Linked DNA regions of Mus musculus: all the other regions are linked to region 4. A link is a contact called in public promoter capture Hi-C data. All regions are on one chromosome and are shown on one strand. Each heading gives the region's core, a stretch centred on a gene start, on an enhancer-like site or on the middle of the called end of the contact. The rest is flanking DNA. Distances are from core to core; before and after follow the strand shown. Region 1 holds the start of Lbr (lamin B receptor). Region 2 holds the start of Hlx (H2.0-like homeobox). Region 3 holds the start of Rab3gap2 (RAB3 GTPase activating protein subunit 2). Region 4 holds the start of Disp1 (dispatched RND transporter family member 1). Region 5 holds the start of Enah (ENAH actin regulator).

Evidence for each region. Promoter capture Hi-C pulls out the DNA fragments that hold promoters and counts their contacts. Capture Hi-C pulls out chosen DNA fragments and counts their contacts.
Region 1: a promoter capture Hi-C map of pre-B cells shows a contact between it and region 4, with 7 times the contacts expected there. The contact joins the promoter of Lbr here to the promoter of Disp1 in region 4. A contact is called at or near these places in 2 of 39 promoter capture datasets (hippocampal neurons and pre-B cells) and 1 of 9 other capture datasets (liver).
Region 2: a promoter capture Hi-C map of adipose tissue shows a contact between it and region 4, with 4 times the contacts expected there. The contact joins the promoter of Hlx here to the promoter of Disp1 in region 4. A contact is called at or near these places in 1 of 39 promoter capture datasets (liver) and 1 of 9 other capture datasets (adipose tissue).
Region 3: a contact with region 4 is called in a promoter capture Hi-C map of pre-B cells, with 27 times the contacts expected there. The contact joins the promoter of Rab3gap2 here to the promoter of Disp1 in region 4. A contact is called at or near these places in 3 of 39 promoter capture datasets (frontonasal cranial neural crest, liver and pre-B cells) and 1 of 9 other capture datasets (adipose tissue).
Region 5: a contact with region 4 is called in a promoter capture Hi-C map of liver, with 6 times the contacts expected there. The contact joins the promoter of Enah here to the promoter of Disp1 in region 4. A contact is called at or near these places in 3 of 39 promoter capture datasets (cranial neural crest and liver).

The regions. Positions count from the first base shown.
Region 1 is chr1:181,841,125-181,843,824 of GRCm38.p6, forward strand. It overlaps Lbr (lamin B receptor), which reads right to left and starts at 1,277. Exons shown (of 14, transcript NM_133815.2): 1 at 1,164-1,277.
Region 2 is chr1:184,731,235-184,733,934 of GRCm38.p6, forward strand. Hlx (H2.0-like homeobox) reads right to left here and starts at 1,259. Exons shown (of 4, transcript NM_008250.2): 1 at 325-1,259. The coding sequence starts at 907.
Region 3 is chr1:185,202,731-185,205,430 of GRCm38.p6, forward strand. Rab3gap2 (RAB3 GTPase activating protein subunit 2) reads left to right here and starts at 1,438. Exons shown (of 35, transcript NM_001163754.1): 1 at 1,438-1,623. The coding sequence starts at 1,512.
Region 4 is chr1:183,220,085-183,222,832 of GRCm38.p6, forward strand. Disp1 (dispatched RND transporter family member 1) reads right to left here and starts at 1,445. Exons shown (of 10, transcript NM_026866.3): 1 at 1,239-1,445.
Region 5 is chr1:182,018,613-182,021,312 of GRCm38.p6, forward strand. It overlaps Enah (ENAH actin regulator), which reads right to left and starts at 1,368. Exons shown (of 15, transcript NM_010135.3): 1 at 918-1,368. The coding sequence starts at 922.

The DNA.
Region 1 (2,700 bases), core at 27-2,526, 1.4 Mb before region 4:
ACAGGAGATAATTATACTGGATAGGACAAGGAGGCTCCAGACTCCCGTGTATTCTTATGCACCCAAGTAACGCATAAGAGACGCACACAGGCTTCCCTAAACAAACAGGTTGTTTGCAAAGAAAAGTCACTCGCTAAACTGTACCCTCAACCACATACCGCAGAAATTCAAGAATCCTCAGGCTTTTTTCCTGTCAACCCAGATTCTTGCTAACCCGAGGGTCATTTGGCACTGAACGCCTCACATATTATGGTACAATATAACACTATGTATCAGTGTGGCCGATTTCTTTCTACGATGCTCCGGTGCGTTACTAAGATCTTTAATCGTTTCCCCCCCTCTCCCAAATTCACTTAATGTGGCAGAAAGAAAAAGCTCAAATGGTGGCTCACAGCTACCCTTTAACACCTGAGCCGGCACAGGCCTGCTAGGCAAAACGCAAACAGGAAGGCGTTCGCAGGGTCTGTGCCCCTTCAGAGCCGTGCAGGAGAAAGCTGGCTGTCCTGGCAGAGTGGCCTTTTCCCTTAATACCCAAAAGCACGCTAATCTTAACAGTCCTTACTCACTCCCGCCCCAACTCCCCAGTCAACGCTCATCATCACCCTCTCTGTCCGTATTAGGTCCTCCATCCCGCGCTTCTCTGTAGCCCCATCTTCTAACCCTCAGAGCAGCTGCTACTTTGTAGCCCCAGATCTAGTCCTGCTCCTGCACCTGAGCCACGGCCCTAGCACACCAAGTGCGCTACACAGGGCGGGCGGGCGCAACGCCAGGCCAGCCCGCCATCGCCGAAGTGCCCCGGAGCAGGCCCTCCGCACCCCAGCGCGCACTGAGTGGCCCTCGAAGCTGCTGGAGGCGCGAGGTCCGCTGTCACCGCGCAGAAGCACTCAGGAGGCCCGGATAGGCGGGACGGCGCCCTGGCAGGAGCCAGAGGCGGTTAACCCCTCCTCCGAAGGCCGCCCGCTTTCCGAGGGCCGGGAAGCCGCGGCGAGCACAGCCCAGCCCGGCCCGGCCGGGGCACCCAACGCGCGCGTCCGAGACGGGGATCGGGGGTTGTCCGCCATCCGAAACCCGCGCTCGACTTCCGGCCCGCGCGGCCCCAGCCTCGCCGGCCGCCCCGGGGAACCCGCTCTCCACACGCGGCGGAGTCCCGCGCCGACGCTCACCTGGCCGCGCTCCGGCGGGAACTCCAGCCACTCCAGGACAGTCACCAGCAGCCAGCGGCGACTCCGCGCGCGACACAGCCGGCCGCGCTCTCGCGCCCCCGAGGTCCCGCCCCTAGCGAGGCTGCCCTGAGCTCCCCATTGGTCCCTCGACCTTTTGAATCATCGCCGGCGCTGGCGATTGGTCGAGGGCCAGTGGCGCGTCCAGCCCGCCCGCTCGTGAGCGTCCGGCGTCCCCACCCGGTTTATCTCCGCAGCCCAGGCACCAAGCCGCGCTTTGGCTCGCGCCCTCCTGCGGAGCGATCTAGGCCGGCGGTCTGGGAGGAGGGTGAAGCTCGCGCGACGCCAGGCAAAAGCGTCCGCTGCTGTCACCCGGCTCTCGGTCCGTGTGTAACCTCGGGAGCCAGCGGGCCGCGCGCTTAGTCCGGCCACGGCCGAAGCCCGCGGGCTTCGCGTCCCGCCTGGACCCGACCCCAGCAGGCCCAGGCCGGAGCCCCCAAACTCCCCCCCCCCCTTACACTTGCCACCACTGGTTGTTTCCTTCCTCTCGGGTTGAGAGTTCAAAGCAGTTCGTTAAAGCTCCCTACTTCGCCGTGCTGTTTTTAAAGGTATTTCCAACATCCCTTATTAAATACATCTGAGTGTCTTCCTGCCTCGGAAGCACTGTGGGTTCAGATGCAAGGCTGAAATAAGTCTTTTCATCCGCAGCGTGGCTTCAGGTGCACAGCGCTGTCACCTTCTCAGCTACAAACGAGTGAGTAAGTGCGTGCCTCGGAGCCCTTCCTAAGAAAGAGTGCTCACCACGATTTGATTTGTCATTGCCGTTGGGGTTGCCCTGGGTGGAAATCTAAACCACAGATGTGTGCATCAAGAAACCTCTAAACGTAAAGTTTGGCAAATCCCTTAAGCTTCAGCTCTTAAAGACGAATCCTACTCCGAGTCCTGCGGCAAATAACACAGGAAAACACCATGGGAAGGATGTCGTTTGAGATAAATTCTACTAATACCAAAGACATCCTTCACTCCTCAAACCCAGAGCCAAGGTTCCGTTGGGTTCCCTCCACAGGACATATAAGCATTTTCACTTACAAAATAAAAGACCAGAGGCGGGGAAACCTTGTAAACTTTGGTTTATAGTTTCTTCAAAAGGACCAGGCCAGTGAGGCTGGAGAGCCAGCTCAGATGATAAAGAACCCTGCCTTGAAAGAATAAGAACTTTGTGAGCACTTGAGACCCTCAGCACTAAAATTAAAACAAGAGGAAGGTGCTCTCAAAAGGCTGTAACTATAATGAAGGGGACAGAGGTAGCTGGGGACAAACAGATCTCCCTGGACTCAGTTGGTAACAGCTAGGATTTTGTGAGACACCCTGTCTCAAAGAGCAAGATGTTGCGCAGTTGGAGAAAGACAACTTACACTAACCTTTGGCCTTCATGTATACACTTGCACACACACACACACACACAAATAAGCCTGTATACGAATTCAACATCATACCTTATATTCACTAAAGATGTTTGTGTGTGCAAGGCATGGGTACA
Region 2 (2,700 bases), core at 9-2,508, 1.5 Mb after region 4:
GTGTCCCCACGCTGAGATTTCCTTGTCAGAAAGATCTAGGTCGTTCTGCAGATATTTCATTCAAAAGATGGATAATACACACTTTTGCAAAACTTTGCAGCAACCAGAGTATGGTCATCCGTTTCTATGCTGTTTAAGCAACACGAAGATATGTTTTTAAACATGGGATAGCTGACTTTTACATGTCACTAAGTTTTCCTTCATTTCGTTTTCTTCGCCCTCATTCTACCGTTCTGTCCTTAAAAATAAACGCACCCCAAATCCTCCTGACATCAGGCCCCTCATGGGTGGTGGTGAGGCCTGAGGCCTTCCAGCGATACGTACCTCTCAGAGTGTTGCCTTCCTTAACTTTTGGGTCAAATTCCGCAGACAAAATTCGATCGATACCAAATTTGAGGTCTTTGCTGGAGGGGGCAGGGGCGGAGCCGCTATGGTGGGGGACCACCCGCGTCCCCGAAGTCGGTGGCTGCAGGGAGACCGCCCGGGGTGGAGGCGGGGGCTGCTGCTGCGGTTGCTGTTGCTGCGTTGGTGATTGCTGCGGGAGATGCTGGTGGAAGGCGGCAGAGAGCGGAGACAGCCGCTGAGGGAAGCCAGCCGGGACTTCTGAGGGCGCCACCACCGGGGTGGGACGGAGCGGGGATCTGGCGGCAGCTTGGAAGGAGGCGTGCGGGTGCACGGAGCCCAAGTGTGCGGTGAGGGCTGCCGAGGCCCCCACCAGTCCCTCTGCAGCGGGCCCCGGCTCCCCGACGCCGGCGTGCAGGATGTCCGCGATGCAGAAAGAGGGTTTCTTGACAGCGGCTGGGTCCAGGGCGAAGGAGCAGCCGCCCGGGCCCGCCGAGGAGCAGTAGGCGGCTGACCAGAGACTAAAGTTGGAAGCATAGAAGGGAGCCAGGCCGGCTGCGAACATCCTGGCAGGATCCCGGCGGGGTCCTGGGTGAGTGGGGAAGTGGGTGGGCGCTCGGGCAGAGGCGGTGTCCCAGCCGAGCCCGAGCTGCTTTCGGTTCTTCGCCCGCCCTGAAGCGGAGGGCCAACCGGGGAGCCCTAGCGCCACCGAGGGACGAGGCGAGGGCCCGATCGCCGCCCGCCACGGCCTGGGCCCCTGGCTTGGCTTGAAAGGCGGCGCGGCGGGCGCGCTCCCCGCCGGGTGGATGGAGGCGATCGCCAGGCGCTGGGGCGACAAGGCGAGCGCGGCCTCGCTCTGCTACTCCGCAGAAGCCGGGGAGACAGGGACCCGACACCGAAAGAAAAACCCAAACAGCTAAGCCCTAAGAGCTAAATTTAAAACAACAATAATGATCCGTTAGTTTAAAAAAAAAAAAAAAAAAAAAAAAGGAAAAAAATTAAAAAAAAAAAAAAAACTCCTCTCTAAAAACTCCCAAAGTTTTGGCAGGAGCTTTCGAGTCAGACCCCGGGTAGGACCTTGATCCGTGCGCTCATTGGACGTCTTCGTGACCAATGGGACTCCGGAGTGGAGGGGAATTGGGAAAGAGGGGGGCGTGGCCGAGCTCGGCCACGCCCTGGCCACGCCAAAGTGTTTTCTGCGGCAGCGTGGGCTAAGCTGAGTACTGAGCGTCTCTGGGAGCCGCTTGGGGGTCGAGACTCCTCGGGCCTCTGGCTCTCCTCTGTCCCCTGCAGCTCGGGGACCCGCCAGCGGCAGAGCCTCGGAGCCGGTCTCCGGAATTTTCCTGGAGCTGCGGAGGAGGGGGATCACTGAGGCTCCCGTACTCTGCTGTAGTACACCCCCAACCTCCACCCCAGCAGACCACGCTGGCGGTCCGCAGGCTGTCCCTTCCGTATTCCGCTCTCATGCGACTTTCCTTCTCTCTGCTTTTACCCAGGTGCTTTTATCACAAGTCCTAGGTAAAGGCCCCATCCTCTCAGCGCCCCTACAGCCCAGAATCCCGACCCAAGTCTACTGTAATCCGCTGGTTTCTCAGCTCACCAGAGCTGCTCCAAGAAGCCAGGAGGAGGGCAGACCACAAATTAGTTTTATTCGGAGCTGTCATTCCAGTGACAACTTGAAAGAGTGACTTTTCAAACAAAAATAAGATAGATGGCTCCAAACGTCTCCCTTAGAAACAGCCAAACTTTTACCCTGAGCCTCGGAACCAACAAGGAGTGCAGCCCCAGAAGAGCGGCACGCGTGTCCCCTCTCTGCACCTTGTAGGAAGTGCTACCCTCCGCGGCCACCACATCCCCTGGTCACGTGAGGTCCTATGTTTTGCAAGTGCCAGGGAGCGGTTGCCTTTGAGATTAAATACCTACTTTTAATTCGGCTGCAGTTTTTCCAGGATCCGCTTTGGCCTGTTGGAGGGAGGCACTGTCCGAGCCTCCACAGCCAGCGCCTTCCATTCTTGCTAGGGTCTTTAGAACTCAGCCTAGGTGCACTGGGAATTTTCTGTCGCATCAACATCTCTATTTTAAGAATTCGTTCTCTTTTAAATTATAGTCAGAGTGGATTTCCCCGCCCCTCTCCCAAACAGACCACAGGCCACCTAGATGAACGGTTGTTGCACATTTCAGGAAGAAAATAAAATAATGACAATAACGAAACCACCAAATCTTTTGTTTTCGATTGTCCAAGTAAGTGTCTCCGGAATGATATTCCAAGGCAGGCTTATTTCCCCTCAGCAATAAGATACCAAAAACTGGAAGCCGTGAGGGAACTGCCAGGCTACTATCAGCTCAGGATTGGCGTGA
Region 3 (2,700 bases), core at 188-2,687, 2.0 Mb after region 4:
AAAAAAGAAAAAAAAGAAAGTAAGCTAAATGGGTTTCAAGAGCTTCATCAGAGACAGAGCAATTTTTTTTTTCATTTACAAAATTAGGATAACACATTCTTTTGAAGTCAGCCATGGTACAGTACACACATATAATCCCAGTGCTTGGACATTGAGGGGAATTGAAGGTTTGAGGCTAACCTGGACTACATGGCTAGACCTTATCTCAAACAATCAAAGAAACAAGACTCCTTGAAGATATTTATGACAGTCTAACTGGGCAAGATATGGAAATGTACTTTCAAATCCAAGTAAAAGACTCAGGTTGGTCTTTAATTTATGTGTATATACTTCAGTAAGTATTTATCAAGGACTCAACTGGGTGCCAGATCCCATGCTAGAGACCAGGTATTTAAGGGGTTAAACGGATCCCCAGTCCTCCAGGAGTCTATAAGGATGGTGCTTTCCTTATCCAAAACCCAAAGGAAAAGTACAGGGTCAGTCTCCCCAGCTCTGTTCTGCCGTGCTGTTTTGTTGTTCTTTCCCGCCTAGCATTCTCTCAGTTTTAGTTAGCTGAGTAAGTAATTGCTTCACTTGGCCTGTGTTAGTCACTAGCTTTTTAGTTCCGTAGGAATGTGTCCCTTTCTGTTCCGAAGCTCTGTGCCTAGAGTGTGGCTGGCACGGAAAACACTAACAAATACTTGTTGGGCGGTTAGATGAACAAACGGATGAAAAGGCAAACGGACGATTACAGAGCACCATTCAATACTGCGCTGGTCCTGTTACTACATCGGGCTTTCACAGAACCGTGGCAACTTATAGATAGGAGTATTTATTTAATACGAGCCCTTAAGGAGCTGCTTTCCATCGCTTTGTTACTTGAGACACTGTTTTTGCATTGTAGCCCAGGATAGTGGCTTCAACAGCCAGAAATTCACCTGCCTCAGACTGAGGTAGGAAGGATTACAGGCATAGGCGCCGCAGACTCTTTTGGGAGTTGGGGTATAGGTGCTGAGGATAGCCTTCCACATTAAAAAAAAAAAAAACAAAAGCACAAACAAAATTACGAAGTTCTCAGGCACCTGCCCACACTCAGCTTAAACCGCCTGATCTGCGAACGATCTAGGTCGTGTCCGTAGAAGCACACCAACAAGATTGTTTGGGTGACTCAATGGCCCCCGCAAAGTTCAATTAGATCACCTTTGGAGGAAGGCCAGAATGACGGGACAAGCTCGCCCAAGAAAGAATGCGGCCAGGCTCCACGTCTAACTCTCCGCCACAAGACCGCGAGTCACGTGTCCGAAGCTGCACCCTCCCTCGGCTCCCGCTCGGCCCGCGCACGCGCAGCTTCGGGGCGTCCCGCGCATGCGTAGCACCCTCCCCTCGCGAGGAGTGCTGACAGCTTCCGGTCTGGCGTCCCCGCCCCCCCAGGGTAGCTGAAGCTTTCGGGGCTCCGTGCTGTCAGCCTTCGGGTGGAGTGGCCCGGGCGTGGCTAGGGACCACGAGCCCCGCGAGGCGGGGTCCCTGCAGCCATGGCCTGCTCCATCGTCCAGTTCTGCTCCTTCCAGGACCTGCAGTCCGCGCGCGACTTCCTATTCCCTCACCTGCGGGAGGAGACCCCCGGCGCCCTGAAGAGGGACCCGAGTAAGTGTCCCGGCGACCGGGACGCGGCTGCAAGCCTCCCTTCCCTCGGCGTCCCGTCTCTCTCAGCCTCAGCCTTTTGCGTCTCCTGTCCTGTCGCCTGTCTGTCACCGCTCCCCACCCCCTCCTTCCCAGTCCCAGCTCCACGTCTTCTCCCTATGCACACCACCTGCTCAGAGATAGCATCCTCCGTCCCAGTCCCTGCCTAATGTCAGCCCTCCACCCTGTGCTTGTTCCAACTCCCATCCTTCTCCATTTCTGGCACTGTATGTAGCCTTTGCTCTGCCCCTTCAAGAGGTGCTTAGCATCCCCACCCTCTTCCATCTCTTTTCTGTCATTCAGATTTACGGAATAAATGGCCGATTGGCAAGTGAAGGGTTTTTAAGGTGGTGAGTAAACTGCCAAGTAAGAAAAGTAACCTCTTAGGAAGTGAGGAGAATCCAGGGTAGGAACTAAAATTACAGCCACATGGTCGAGAAAAGTTAATTGGCGTCTATTGAGGTGAGAAACAGCGCCTGTTATTACCATCAAACAACGTTAACAAGCCCTACTTCATGAATATAAATCCCAAAGCTGCTTACTAAATGCTGCGTATTACCTGAGGATTTTATTATATGCTCCTTTATTTCTCCTTTTGAAAGAGGGTATCTTACTCTGCTTTCTTTATTTTTAATATGAAAATCACTTTGCTCTGTAGACCCAGTAATAATTTTTAAAAAACCACTCTCCTTTTCACTATTTAGAAGCTATCCCAGGGCACTAGGGAGATTCTGCTTCCTAGTAGGGTCTGTCTGAAAAGTAATGTTTGAAAATATCAAATATGGGAGGAACTAGGGATGAATAGTTTGTACCAGTCATTGCTGCTCCCTACCACTTAAGTTTGGTAGTTTCCGTCTGGTAGCACTATGATTCACTGGTAATGTCACGTGTGAGTGAGGGTGCTCTAACATGATAGATGGCTTGACAGGCGCGTGTGTTGAGAGAGAAAGAAGGCCATATCTGAAATGCTTGTGGAGACGTCCAACACTTGGTATGGCAGCTGGAGTCAAGGTGATAATTAGTTAAGGGTGAAGTGTGGTT
Region 4 (2,748 bases), core at 195-2,694:
TGGTTCAGCCGTTATGAACACTGGCTGCTCTTCCAGAGGACCTCAGTTTGCTTCCTAGCACCCACATGGCAGGCAGCCCACAACTCTAGAGACAGGCACTGTGATGCCCTCTTCTGGTTTCTGAGAACAACAGGCCCACATGTGGTGCCCAGACATACATGCAGGCAATAACACCCATACACATAAAAACAAACAACTTAAAAAAGAAATGAAGAGATGCAAAAAGAAATCAACCCAACAGTTAGCCCCATGACTTCAGAAGACTGCCTTCAATGTCTTCATTAATATGTTAAAGCACTATGTTAGGTGCATCCTGCATTACATCAGCTGTGCCACCCAACAAACCGTTCTTATAATAACTTGTCTCACTGCAGCACAAATCTCAAGTAAGTCAGTGAGATACCGGGTTATGGATAAATGCACAGTGCTTTCTGGTTTGTTTGTATGTTTGTATTTGTTTCTTCAAGTAGTTCAGGTCAGACCACCAAGTAAGATGTAAGTTACCAGTACTGGCAAATACCGGGGGATAAAATTAAGATTGTAACTCTTGGGAAGGGAAACACTTGAAGCAATCAGTATACACCAGCCTCCATCAGTGACAGTACTCTGGCTTTGCCTAGTTATGCTCAGTGTGTGGCAAGAATCCAATCTATTTAACATCTAAAAATGTGTCACCCCATTGAGAAGCAAACAGTAAGTCATAAAGTGCAAACATGAAGGTGCAAGCTTTGTCCAGATACTTACAAGCTCACTCCACGACAAAGGAAGTGGGACAACCTGAACTCCGCAAGGTAGAGAAGAGTCTAAAATGAAAACTTCAGTGGGCTTGCTTGTCTGAATCAAAGACCTAAAGTCCTATTAGTCTGACAAAGCCTGAACGGGAGCTAAGTGAGTAAGAGTTCAGGTTTTCCCTACGAATGTTGGGTATTCCCCTCCGAAGACCACTGGAAGAGGGGAGAAGTCTTAAGAGAAAGAAAGCAATGTATTGCAAAGAAAGCAATGCTGAGCATGCAAGCCTTGGCTGCTCATCTCGCAGATGAGTTAGGTCAAGACGTCCTTCTCATCTTTAACCCCGAGGGTGAAAAGAGCTGCCTCTGGAGCGTCTCCCTGCAAGCCCCCCAAGGCCATCTCGGGCCACCTTCCCTACGAGCCTGGGGACGCGGACACACCCCCATGGAAGATGTCACCTCGGCCTCCTCAGCCCCTCGCAGCCACCCTCCGCCGCCAGCCGTCCTCACCCCGAGATCCCTGCTCTCCCGCCGCGCCGACTCCCGCGTGCCTCCTCGGCCTCCCCGGACCGCGGGGACGCAGCGCCGAGAAGCATCCACACCGACCACGGGCGTCCGGGACACTGAGGCTCCGAACTCTGCTCCAGCCGGAGCTCGCGGATCCTGGCCCGGAGCCGCGCTTCCGCCTGGCGCGGGCCGCGGTCGCCAGCGGGACCGGAAGTCCCGCCTCCGGCTATGGGCCCAGGCCTCCTGCTACTCAAAGCCGCTGCAGCTGGGCTGGGGTGCAGAGGCACATGCATCTCCTGTCTCCGTCTTAGCTGTCACTTAGCCAGTCTACAAATGCTGGGCCAGGTGTCCACTAGATGACTCTGAGACCGACCTCTGAGCCCACATTCTGGTTGAAAGTTGAGCTAAACAAAAGCAGTAGCTAATCAGACACCGCGAAGGACTATGTTTTATTTAATTCATTCAGACTGTTTCTTTTCTCCATCACTCATGAAACAAGAAAATGGTAGACGGAGAACCACACCTTGACACACTGTCTAGTTATCTTTAGCTCTTGTTTTTTGTTAAAACCTACTTTCATGTCAGGACTCTAAGGATAACTAAGAGGCATTGAAGTCAAGGCTGGGGACTCTTGTATCTCCTTATCCTTCACAATGTAGCAATTTTGAATAATTCTCTTTTTCTGCTTTTTACTATTAATTTGGGTCCTTTAATTGGCTTACTGAGGATAGGTGGCTGAACCTGGTGTGTTGGAGCACAGGCTGTAACCCTACAAGAAGCACAATTTGTTGTAACACAGCAGTGCTGTGGGAATGGTATGGTGTGTAGAGTTGAGCAAGAAGACGGACTATAAATAACAATTTCAGTTGAGACTGAATTAAAGAACAAATAAGAGTTAAAGTAGGCAAGGACATGCATAGCAGTATACCAGAAAGTAAGAGCCTGTCTTGTTCAGGCAACTGCATAGAAGTACAGTCAATTAAAGTCCAAGACCTCAAAGGCAAGAAAAAAACATAGACAAGACCAGATGTTGCTGTACTTTCGTAGTGGTTTGTAGATTTGGCCCCCCCAAAGATTCGTGTTTGAATGCATGGCCCACAGGGATTGATACTATTAGAAGATATGTCATTGTTAGAAAAGGTGTGGCCTTGTTGGAGGACATGTGTCACTGTAGGGGTGGGCTTTGAGGACTCCTAGTGCTCAAGCTCTGCCCAGGATGGAAGAAAGGCAAAATGCAGAACCCTCAGCTCCTTTACCAGCACCATGTCTGCCTGGCTGCTGCCATGTTTCCTGCCATGACGATAATGGACTGAACCTCTGAAACTCTAAGCCAGCCCCAATTAAATGTTTGCCTTGGTCCTAGTGTCTATTCACAGCAATGGAACCCTAACTAAGACAACTTTATACCAAATATTTTAGCTTCAAATTTCATACAACAGAGTCAATGGAGTCACCATTAGAATAGACAAAACAGCGGATCCTGGGGTTGCCCAGAGTGACTGTCCTAGCTAAC
Region 5 (2,700 bases), core at 118-2,617, 1.2 Mb before region 4:
GCGGGAGGTTATGGACACAAAACAACCTTAGGAAAGGCTTGGGGTGGGTGGTCGCCAATGAGTGACACACCACATCATGGTTTATTCTCCTACACAACTGGAGAGACAAAAATTAAAAAACATCACACCATATGTTTCACCGTATCAATCAAAAAGCATTTCACCACGGTACATCCAAGACTTTCCTTTGGGGCTGAAAAATAAATAAATAATTGTATTGATTACAGAGGAAGGGAAACGCGGCCGCTTCTGCTGCAATGCAACACAGGCTGCTACGAACCGGAGAGAAGGGCTTTCCAAACAAAACCCTCCCCCGCCCGGGCTTACAAACCTCAACCAACTTATCCCAGCCTCACACTGTCCCCCGCCAGAGGAAACCTAGTAAATGCTCTCCCTTCCCCCACCATCGAGAAATGTTCACCTTTCCCCGCTCCTCCGCTTTACCCCTACCAGAGGCACTTTATTCCCCGCAGAGATTTCAAACCTTCCAAACTTTCCTCCCCACCCCCCTTTTAATTAAACACTAGAGCTTTGTACTAAAAGTGCAGAGAATTTTTACAGATGTACGGAAAATACCTGTTTCTCGGCAACGAGCACGCTACGACTACCGAGCCCCTCCCCATCTCCTGGGTTTCGTTAACCCAGGCTGGGGGAGGGAGGGAGGGAGCTGGCATATTGAATTGAGGAAGGGAAATCCTGGGTAAAAGAAGAGCATCGGAGGGGGACACCGGGAGGAGCCCCCTCCCCCAAATCAGAGCGGCTGGGCAGGGCAGCTGGACCGGAGAAACCCGAAGGGACAAAAGGGAGCGAGAAAGAGCCGGGAGAGCCGAGCCGGCGCCGCGGGCCGGGGCAGGCGGGTCCGCGCAGAGCGGTCGCGGCGCCGCGGCACAATGGCTGGCGGCCCGCGCGCCCCTCACCTCATGGTGCCGGCGGCGCCGAGGCTTCCCCGGCGCGGGAGCCGCCGAGCGGAGGGTCTCTTCTCAGGCGGGGAGGCGGACGCCGCGGGGACGCGCGAGCAGAGGCGGCTCCGGCTCCGGCGGCCGGGCTACACCATCTCCGCGCGCAGAGGCGAGGCGCCGGCCCGCCGAGCGCGAGCGACCACGGGCTGGGGACGGGGCACGGGGCCGAGGCGCCGAGCGGGTCCCCGGCGGCCGCCGCCTCCTCCGCCTGCGTCGCCGCCTCCTCCCCGCCGAGCCTCGTCCGCCGCTTCAGACGGGAGCCGCCGGGGCCGCGCGCCCGTCCGTCCGTCCGTCCGTCCGCCCGCCCGCCGCTCCAGAGGCCGCTCCGAGCGCGCCGCCGTCACCGCCGCCGCCGAGGCCGTGAGGAACCGGCAGCTGCTGCAGCCGCGGGAGGAGAGCCGGGCTCGCCGCGGGGCGCCGGGGGCGGGGCGGCGGAGGAGCACGCAGGCGCCGCCCTCCTCCCGCCGCCCCCGCCGCTCCCGCTTCGCCCGCTCCCCTCCCCCTCCCTCCCGGGGCGAGGGGCGTTGCGCACGAGGGGGCTGCGGGGCGGCGGCCGAGGCGAGGCGGCGGTGCGGCCACGGCCCTTTGTTGCCGCCCACCCGGCTCCGCGCCCCCCGCGGTCGGAGGGGGGCTCGGCGCCCGCTCTGCCCTTGACCGCGCTCTCCTGCCGCGGCCTTCCCGCAGCCCGGAGGCTGAGGTGAGGAGCGAACCGCGGTGGGGGGGTTGGGGGGGGCGTGACGAGCCGGGCGCGATCGCGGAGAGGACCAGGGCGCGCGGGCCGGCATCCCCCTCTGCGCGTCCCCGCCGCGATGTGATTCCCTCCCACCCACCCCCACCCGTGGGATGTAGGCGGGATGTAGGAGAGTTCCGAACACGCAAAACGTGGCCATCGTCGTCCCCCGGATTCCCGAGGACCCCCGAGCGTGCTGGACCTGGGGATCCGGCCGACGCGCGCACAGTACTGGGATGACTGCACAAACACACGCGCGCATAAACGCGCACACACACACACACACAGCTAACGCATCGGTGTCGGGAAACGCGGTGGCCCGAGGCACGCGGAACCCTGTGCAGCCGCGAGAGACGCAGCCCGTGGAACCCTTTCTGTCGTCACCAGCTGAAAGGGAATCCCGGCCGGGGGCGGGGAGGGATGGAAACTGAGGATAATTTTAAATGCTCTGTCTTTCACCTAGTCTGGAGCTCACCTCCTTGAGAAGGTAGATAGAAAATACTAACGCAGCGAATGGTTTAGTCAGATGGTGCAGGAGGCCTCTGAGAAGCCCGAATTTGGGGCGGGGGGTGTAGAATGAAAAACAGCAAATCCAATGATCTAATAAAATTTTTTAAAAACTGAGAGCCCGCTTTCGTGCGCAGTATACAGATGCCTAGACTAGGTTAGAAAGGGTTTTTGCAGCTACCCGATTTCTATTACATCCAAAATGGAGGACCTAGCAATACTGCAGGAATCCATTCAAAAGTTTGATGTTCCATATAAAATGAGCTGCGGTTCTAAAGATACTTATGAAAGCTGGCATTCTGGGCACTTTCAAATGACAAGCTAACGTATCCTATCCATCCTTGGTCAATGCCTGAATTGTCTGGAGAACAGTTTAACCTGTTTTAACTATGAAAAGCCTCCTGGTTTCAGAGCTCAACAAAGGCGGTTTGCTTTTTGGAAGGAAGCCCTGCAAGAAGCAGTGACCTAGAGCTGTGGCACAGGACCAGGGTGGCCTCGGGTAGT